2 separate regions of the Sus scrofa genome follow, and region 1 is linked to region 2. A link is a contact called in public Hi-C data. All regions are on one chromosome and are shown on one strand. Each heading gives the region's core, a stretch centred on a gene start, on an enhancer-like site or on the middle of the called end of the contact. The rest is flanking DNA. Distances are from core to core; before and after follow the strand shown. Region 1 overlaps PPP1R16B (protein phosphatase 1 regulatory inhibitor subunit 16B). Region 2 holds the start of PPP1R16B (protein phosphatase 1 regulatory inhibitor subunit 16B).

Region 1 (4,655 bases), core at 525-3,024, 67 kb before region 2:
TGTCTGCCCAGCTCCCAATTTTCTCCTCAAGATGCTGTGTCTTGCTTCTCTCCTTCAACCCAGGGTTAACACGGACAGGGACAAATTCCACTCTGGGTTTCCTTCTGCCTGTCTGGCCAAGGAAATTAAACACGATTTTTGAAAAACTTAAAGGTAACCACTGGAGAAATTAAAATCAGGATTTATCACATCAATGGAAAAGATAAAAGGAAATAAACATAGCATTCATGAAAGTCAAAAAGGAAAGAAGTAACATAGAAACACAAATGCCGCAAAGCAGGAAATAAGACGACCAAAATGCAAACATCTCACAATAAACAAAATCATTTATCCTCCCCTGCAAAGTAGTAAAAATTTCAACGCCAAAAAGAAAAACCAAAAACAAACCAACTGTGTCCTGTGAACCAGATATGCATCCCAACCAAATAGCAGAGAGACTGAAAATAAATGAAAGCTCAAACACAAAACAGGAGAATGCAAACACAAGGAAAATGGGGTTGGCAATAGCGCTATGATGTAGAATGGAATTAAGGGCAAGAAGAGGAGGTAATCAGCTTTAGGTTGATTTTAAAAAATACTTCAAAATGAAATCATAAACCAAAAGCAGATCAGTGGTTGCCCAGAGCCAGCAATGGGGTGGAGAAAATAATTATCAGTTAGAAAACCTTACAAAATCATTAGCAGCAAAGCAAAATTCAATGCAAGAAAAATGGTCAGTGTGTAAGTCAAAACCACAGTTTTTCCTAAGACTCTTCAACACATACACACCTTTAAAAATGATCAGGTGAGGGGAGAGTGGGCGTGGAGGCAAAGGTTATACACATTGCTTATCATTCAGAAATACTGGAAGCAACCCAAATGTCTAGATGTTTTGAGACAGCTTAGGCAAAATATGGGACATCCATATAATGGAATATTCCACAGCTGCTATCTTGGAGGAATTTTTAACGACATAGGAAAATGCTATAACATAGAATGGAAAAACAAAAAACCAAAACTATACATTCATTCAATGCAGTCTCAGTTGGAAAGGAACGCAGACACACATTTCTCACTGGAAAAAAAAATAAGGTATTAACTACAGTTATCAGTGATTTTTATTTTATGGTTGCCAGAATTTTCCAAACATTTAAAACTATGTACCTTTATAATCAGGATTTTCTAATTGCACTATAAAACAAAAACCCTCCACCAAATGATGAATGTAGGTCTTAGCACTACATTTCTGCTAAGAGTCTCTTGGGGAGAAATGAAGTTTCAAGCTGACTGACCACATGGAGGAGATTGTGAAGCTGAGATTCCTTGGGTAGGAAGTTAAACAGCAATAATAATAATAACCCCTTTGCATTGCAAAGAGGCTGGCAAAATGTGGCCCCATGGCCAAATCTTGCCCCTATGAACTGCCTGCATGTTAAGAATTTTTTCTGCAGTTTAAGAATTCAGCATCATCACTGCTGTGGCTTGGGTTTGATCCCTGGCCCGGGAACTTCCACATGAGGTGAGCATGGCCGAGAGAGAGAGAGAGAGAGAGGGAATGCTTTATGTATTTTTTTAATGGTTGGGGAAAAAAATCAAAAAAGAGTAATATTTTGTGACCCACGAAAATTATACGATAGGCAAATATCAGTGTCCGTAAGTGAAATTTAATTGAAATACACACTCTTCTATTTATGCGTGGCCTATGGCTGCTTTCTCTGTAGTAATAGAGTGTACGGCTCACAGAATCTGCAATATCTCTTATCTGGCCCTTTGCAGAAAAAGTTTGCTGATCTCTGGTGCAGCGCTTTTCCGCTAACAAAGCACATTGAAAACCACACAGTCACTTAATCCTCACAGTAAAAGTCTCAGCTAGGAGACAAAGAAATCAATGTATGGCCAAGGTGGACCATGGGACCGTGGCCAAGAGGGGCCTGAGCAGGTCAGGCTCAGTGTCTTCACCTGCCAAGGAATGAGGGGGGCACAAGCCCCCAGAAGCCAGCTGTCACTCACCTTTCTCCCCACCGTCTCACCCCCCACCCCAACTCAGCCGCCTCTCCCCCGCAGCCCTGAGAGCAGCCGAGTTTCCTGTCAAGAGCGTGACCTTCTGCAACCTGCACGGTGGAGGCTGCAGCTGCAAAAAAAAGCTGGTATTTTTATCCGGACCCTGCATCCTGTTTGCTGGCTGGGGGTTTTATTTGCTGGTATTTGGTTTTGTCATTGTTGATACGGAGGATCTGCCTTGTGGCAGCAGGCCGGAGACGTCTGTCTCCGGGTAGGGCACGCTGCCTGCCACCCAGGCCCACCTGTCCCAGGGCCCCAGTCTTCGTACTCTCCCCTCCTGCTGCACCATCTCTCAGGATGTCGAGATACCCAGCTTCTTCCTGCTCAGGAGCAGAAACCAGGACAGCTGGGTGGGCAGGGGGGAAGCAGGAGCATTTTTGCTGCAGGAAATGGAAAAATCCACTCTCTTATCAGAGAGGAGCTGGCTGCACTAGGAGAGGAGCAAGTCTGCAGGTTTTCCAGAGCTTCTGGAACCCACTGTTCTTAGCAAAAGAAGGCCCAGCTGGGAAAGGACCAGGGCAGCTTCTGGAGGCAGAGTTAAGTATATGGGACATGGGATCATTTGTTGGCAATATCCTCAGTTCTGGGACCTAGTAACAAATGGCAATGGATTGGTCTCAACCCTCCTGTCCCCAGGACTCAGCCAGACGTGGGAACCGAGAGCAGATACATCAGCGTCTAACCAGCCGGTGACAGCAGGAGCTCACAGCTGTTGAGCAGTTACTGCAGGCCTAGCCCTTTGCAGGAATTAGCTCACTGAGACCCTCCCACTGCCCTGGGCAGGAGAGAGGCTGCCTCTCTGATTGATGCTATTTTACAAATGTGGATACTGAGGCACAGTGAGTTTAATTAACTTGCCCCAGGTCATCTGGTAGGAGACTCCAGATGAATTCCATGCTTGCTCCACCATAATGATTTCAGTGCATGTCTTAGAGCTGAACCCGACCCCAGGTCTTGAGAGCTGGGGATCTGCAGCCCAGAGCCTTCCCGTTTCCGGTTCCGCCAGCACACTCGGAAGCAGGCTCTGAGCCAGAGGGATAAAGGGGCTGGTCCGTCCTTTGCTCTTTGCTACAATCATTCCCACCTTGGAGAGGGGTCACCAAAATGTACCGTTGAGGGACAGGAAGTCTACCTAAGCATTGCACCCGGCATGGAAACATGGGTGGAGGGGCTGAGAATTCAGACCTCATTTCCCAGTGATCCAACCCCAGGCACGTCATCTCCTCCATCTGAACCTCCATCTGGAAAAGAGGAGCTAGAGCCTCATACGCGTACCTGAGAGGTAGGTTATATTGATGTAAGAATTAATGTCATTATTTATTATTTGCTTATAGTATTATTACTATTATCATCTACCTAGTTGGCACTCCCCTCCCAGCAGGCATCCCATAGGGACATGAAGCCCAGGCTTCAAGCTCCAAGACACCAAACAGTGGCTCCATGGGCTGGACATCGTCGACGTCTTGTGGGCTGAGCAGCCAGTCTCCAAGATGCAGTCCTTCCGCCTAAGATGCGCTCTCACACCGTCGCTTCCCACACGGAACAGGACTGACTGACATGTGTCACCACAGAACGGTGTGTGACTGTGAGGCTGGGTCACAGAAGACCTTGCAGGTTCCATCCTGCTCCCTGGCCCACTCACTCTGGAGAAGAAGCTGCCTTGTTGTGAAGACACTGCAGCAGTCTTGGCAAGACCTCTTGGAGAGGGACTGAGGCCTCCTGCCAACAGCCATGCCAGAGCCATGGTGGAATCAGAGCTTGGAGCCCCAGTCAAGCGCCCTCAGGGGATGGGAGCCCTGGTGACACACTGACTACAACCTCACGAGAGACCCTGAGTCAGAACCACTCAGCCACCAGTCCAGGTCTCCTAGATGCTCGAGAAACTAAGCCCCCTTCCCTCCCAGCCAGTCGAATTTCTGTGAACCAGGGAAATTCTTCACTAAAGCCTACAGCTGACTAAGGGTTTCTATTTCCACCCACGGTGCTAAAGACACGTCAGTCGTCACCTTGGTCTCTTCTCTTGTTCTGGGGGCACGACCTCATCTTCCCCACTGTGTGAGGATGGGACCGGGTCTTGAGGCATCCTCTGAGCTGAGGTACCGTGGATGGGCTGGAGAGAGGTGGGGCAGGAGACAGCGGCCACATAGAGTTTCCTAAAGCACAGCCCTGAGTGTGCTTCTCTCCTGCTCAGAAACCTCCCATGGCTCCCCATTGCCTCGGCTCTGCCAGGAGCCAGCCCAGTGGTTCTCACGGTGTGGTCCCAGCAGCAACGGCATCACCTGGGAATTTGCTAGAAGCATAAATCCTGTGGCTCTACTTCAGACCTACTGGATCGGGAGCTCCGGGGGAGGGCCTGCAATCGATGGTTTGACACATCCTCCCACGCCACGAGTGACCCTGACGCTCCCTCTCCTCTCCCATTCCTTCCTGTGTCTCCGATGCTCTAGGAGCACCCAACTCCTCTTCCCCCTTCCTCCTTCCCCACAAATATCCACGAGGCACCAACTCCGTGCCAGGTGTGAGCACAAAGCAGTGAACAAGGCAGACTCCAGCCCTGCCCTCCCTGAGCCTGCACTCTGCCCTGCCCTCAGTCTGGAATATCCCTCCCTTCCTGC
Region 2 (4,570 bases), core at 1,467-3,966:
TCGGGATATACCTGGGATAAAAGAAGGTCATCCTAGCCTCTGCTGGAAGAATGCCACTTGGGACCTACTATGGACCAAGTGCTTCAAGTCCTGGGTGCAGGTGGCATGAGGGTGGGGTGGCTAGATTGGGAGAGGGTCAAGGTTGGGAGAGGGGTCAAGGTTGGGTGAGGGTCCAAACGCAGCACAGGAATCCAGGTATGTGCCTTCTGTGACCTACAAAACCAGGCTGGCTGCAGCCTCTGTTGATTGGAGAAAGTTGACTCTGGGTATGGAACTAGTTTTGAGAAGAACCTGGGTCCCTAGTTTCTGAAGAATCCAAATAGGCTCTGTAGGTCATTGTTTTTGGGGAAAATCCACCTTCCTGCGTCAGCATCCTCTTAGCCCTGTGGCTCAGGCTTCTGAGCATACTTAACAGCTGGATTCGAATTTAACCTCCACTCCAGTGTCAATTACCAAAAAAAGAAGGAAGTCTGAGCATGTGCTGGGCCTTGCCTGCCACGTCCCTCCATACCTGGGGAGATTCAGAGAGCACAAGGATGCAAGGAGCCCCAGCACACAGCCGGCTGATGAATGGCGCAGCAGATGGAGACCAAAAGAGGGGTAGGAAGGATCAGTTGGTCTTCCTGAAGAAAGACATTTCAGAGGCTGGGAAAAGCTGGGACCAAGAGAGGGGTCAGGAAGTTTCCAGGGAGGGGGGAGTCCTCTTAGATAGACTCCAGGTGGCAGGAACGAACAAAGTTGAAGGTCCAAAGCGACTTGGGTGACATCTCGCCTCCAACACCCTGGGGCAGGTGGGAGATGAGGGGCTGGAGTTGTGTGGGAAGGCCCTGGGAGCAGGCTGAGAGCTGAAAGGACTCACTGGCGCCCACCAGCCGCCTGCAAGCTGCCTCTTTATGACAGAGCTGAGGGAGGAAGATGTGGAAACTCCCCCAGCCCCTGCAGAACCACCCACCAGGGCTCCGCTTCTGCTCCTGCCTAACGAGAGACACGCCCCACTCCAAACCATTTTGAAAGGCGCCGCTATCAACCTCGGAGCGTTCCCGCTGCCGAGCCGCGCTGCACCCGGCCCCGCACACGGTCCTCTCCCCATCCTCCTACGGCCTGATCAGCCCCATTTCCTAGAGGCAACTGAAGCTGCTCCGAGGCCGAGTGTCTTACCCCGGGGCAGGAAGCTAGTCACTGGCTGAGCTAAGAAGCTTTATTACCAGGCTAGGAGGAGGCCTCCCAGATAGAGGGTTTTTCTCCGGTGCTCCACCAGCCACAGGAAATGGCAGGGCCCACAGACAAGTACCCCCGGGCCGAGGCGGCTAACGGAGAGCCCTGCGGGCAAGGGCGCCGGACACCTCGGGGCCCCGGGCGCACCACAGAGGGCGATTCAGAGGCGGCACCTGGAGTCCAAGGCTGCCGGGAGCTGGTGGGCGCTTCTGACAGCGAAAACAGGGGCCCATTATGTGGAATCCAATCACATGGGCGCGCAAGCAGCTCGGCTTTCGATTCTGAGAAGCGCTTATGCAGCCGCGTCTCCCTCCCTGGGCTCCTGAGATGCCTGGGAGCACCGGGTCTTGGGCTTTGCACGCGGCTCTCCCGGGAGGACCAGATTCAAGGCTATCTTGGCTCAATTTTCCGCCCGAGGCTGGGAGCTGCCCCATCAGCATCTCCCGCTAAGCCGGTCCGGACTGGAGGAGGAGGAGGGAGGGAGGCAGTCGGCCTCAGGAAAGGAGGCGGGCAGCGAAAGCCACCTCCCCCACTCCTGGCTCTCCATTCGGAGCGGTCTGGGTAGCTGAGCCTGGGCGCTGCGGGTGACCTTGGGGAGCCCCTTCTATGCGACCTCTCCCGGGAAGGCTGCACAGTTTCTGCCCATCGTAGGCGCTCGGGGGCGCTCCTCCGGCAGGAATCGAGGCGCGGGACTCGGGAGGAGAGGAGCGTTCCCGGCGCAGGGGGCCGAGCCGCGGACTCACGGCGGCCCTTTGGAGAGGCCAGGAACAACCACAGGCGGGTCTCCCTGGGACCAACGGACGCTGTCAGATGGATCCTGCAGGGGGCGGGACTGCACGCGGGGGCGCCTGCCCTGGGGACCTTTCCCGCCCGGGCAGAAGCGCTCCCGGCGCCCTGCCCACCGCCTTTGGGGACCAAGTGCCGCCACGCGAGGGGGCGGCGCCGCCGAGCCTGGCCCGAGGCTGGGGCGCCGGGGCTGTTTGATGCTAGTTGTGACTCGCGCTGCCTGGCACTGCGCCCCCCGGCAGACGGCGGCCCAAGAGCCCAGAACCCGCCGAGAAACCCCCTGCCCGCCCCAACATCCGGCCACGGCGGCCCCAGCCAACAACGTGCCAATGCGCCCGGTACCTCGGCCTCGTCTCTGGCGCCCTAGACCCAGGAGAACGCCCCCCACCCCAGCCCAACTGCCCTGCCCTGCGCTCCGGGTACCCGCTTTTCCAGTCTGCCCCACCCCCCCACCCCAATTATCTTCTGCTGCCGGCCCTCAGCCAAAGCGCCACTATCACCCCCAGCCAGACCCCCAGAGGCTGCGACCACCTCCCCGCCCGGTCAAGCCGCAGAGCGCAGCGGGTGTAGGCAGCACCCGCCGGGGAACTCACCCGCTCTCCCGAGCCCTGCCCCGGGCGGCTCGCTGCCCTGGCTCGGTCTGTCAGTCCCCGAGCCACCGCTGCCGGTGCGGCGACAGAAGCCTGCCGGGCTCGGCCGCCAGCCTCCGCGCCGCCCCTCGGCTCCTCCCCCAAGGCGGGGCCTGAGCTCGCGGGAAGGGGGTGGGCGCGCTCCGCTCGACCTGACAGGCGGCAGGGCTCCGGGAAGGGTCCCCGCTTCCCCGGGTGCCCTCCGCACCCTTTGAGCAGCTGGAAATTGAAGGCGAATGAGACGCGACCAGAGTTCAGAGTTTTCCTTTTGGTCTTCCTCCCACCCTCCAACACCACTTTGAAAAAGGGAAGCCCAGGACTGCATTCTTGCTCCCATTTGATGGAAGAGCATACCAAGCCCAGAGAGCAGCACGAAAAGCACCCAAGGTCACACAGCATTAGCACCTATTCCGAAGGCCTGTGCAGCTTGAGTCTGAAGGCTTCTTAGGACGTCCAGGAGCCCAACCAGGCCTTGCCCTGGGGACAGATCAGTGGGAGCGGGTCTTCCAGCTGGCGGGGGCCGCAGGCGAGGAGCCAGATTAGTGGGAGCATGGGGGCCCTGGCCTGCGGCATAGAATCGCATCATTTCCTCTTTCTGGAAGGAGGTGAAGTGGAGGAGGAAGGGAGTGGTGGGACCTCCACTGACTTCTGCAACTACTGGGGAGGTGCAGAGTCTAGAAAGGGGCTGCCTCCCTGAGATCTAGTGCTAACAATACAAGGCAAAACACACCCGGTGGCTTCTGTTGTCGAGTTCAAGCCCCTTTCCTGATCTGAAGGCCCCTGCTCTGAGCACCATCTTTTCTTCACAGGACAATGGCCTTAACTATCTGAAAGCTGCTGGTGAGAGGACCCTTCTCTCCACCCCACCCCCAACCCCCTAGGAAGAGGAGCGAAAGTTAACAAACAAAAGGGGGAAAAATCCATCCTCAAACATTCTCTGGAATCCACACCCGCTGAACATTGGCTTTAGAACAATAGAGTTCTCTTCTCCACAAAGGGCCTTGTTTCCTGAGCTTTCTCAGCCTCCAGATTAGAGCCCAAGGCACCCCAAGGCCAGCCAGTGGGGCAAGGAGAAGGTTTATGTTTGTGGGGTTTGGGGGTGACACCTGGTTAATTCAATTCCCAGCAGTCTTGTTGGAAGAACTGTCTTACTCATTATCACACAGCCACGTTTTTCCAAGGCTGACAGCATAAACTGAGTTTTGTGATTTCCTGTTTGCTGAGGAAACTCCATAACCTTTCTTGGGGAAGTGAAAACCTCTAGATAGGGTTTATCCCGGTCCCCCAACTCCCAGTTTCTCTGAAAGCCTCTCCCCAATTTGCCCCCTGGCTTCCTCCCAGTTCATTAATAATCCAGTCGTGAATGACACTGTTACAGTAGGAGCAATTAGAGACTAGAATAGGTGGGGAAGATTTAAAGTGATGTTTAAAATAACCCAAGGGGATCATTGTTCTCTGCAGAATGTTTCCATTGATTTATCCCAAAGAGCTGTAGGCTGAGAGGGCAGGAATCCATCTCTCCGAGGCATGTGGGGAACTTGGAGCCTGCTTTCCTGACAGGCTGCCTGGAGTATGGGCCCAGACCCCACGCTGTGTGGTGCACTGACACCGCTCACCACGTTTGATATCAAAAGTTCAAGTATATACAGAATCAGGCAGAAGACACACACTTCCTGATTTCAGAATGTACCTCAAAGCTACAGTAATTAAGACCGTGCAGTAGGGTATAAGGACAGACATGGATCAATGGAATAAAATTGAGATTCCAGATATAAGCCTTTACTTTTATGACCACTTGATTTTCAACAAGAGTGGCAAGACAACTCAATGGGGAAAGAATAGTCTTTTCAACCAATGGTGCTGGGACAACTGGATTTCTTTTTTCTTCTTCTTCATTTTTTTTTTTCTTTTTCTTTTTTTGGCTGGCCCACAACACATGG

What was found. A called contact is a pair of places that touch in the nucleus more often than the background predicts.
Region 1: a Hi-C map of liver shows a contact between it and region 2, with 4 times the contacts expected there. The contact joins the enhancer-like site here to the promoter of PPP1R16B in region 2. A contact is called at or near these places in 10 of 47 Hi-C or Micro-C datasets (alveolar macrophages, blood, brain and 4 more) and 1 of 2 datasets of contacts at active chromatin or transcription factors (skeletal muscle).

Annotation. Positions count from the first base shown.
Region 1 is chr17:41,817,675-41,822,329 of Sscrofa11.1, reverse strand. The region is part of intron 2 of PPP1R16B (protein phosphatase 1 regulatory inhibitor subunit 16B); the gene reads right to left. Among named protein-coding and RNA genes, the nearest start is that of FAM83D, 49 kb to the left of the region's middle. Within about 2 kb of position 1,774, at least 11 of the 83 cell types and tissues checked have an H3K27ac peak or open chromatin away from gene starts, as enhancers often do. A contact at or near this core is called in liver, where this site is marked.
Region 2 is chr17:41,751,843-41,756,412 of Sscrofa11.1, reverse strand. It overlaps PPP1R16B (protein phosphatase 1 regulatory inhibitor subunit 16B), which reads right to left and starts at 2,716. Exons shown (of 11, transcript XM_003134439.6): 1 at 2,595-2,716.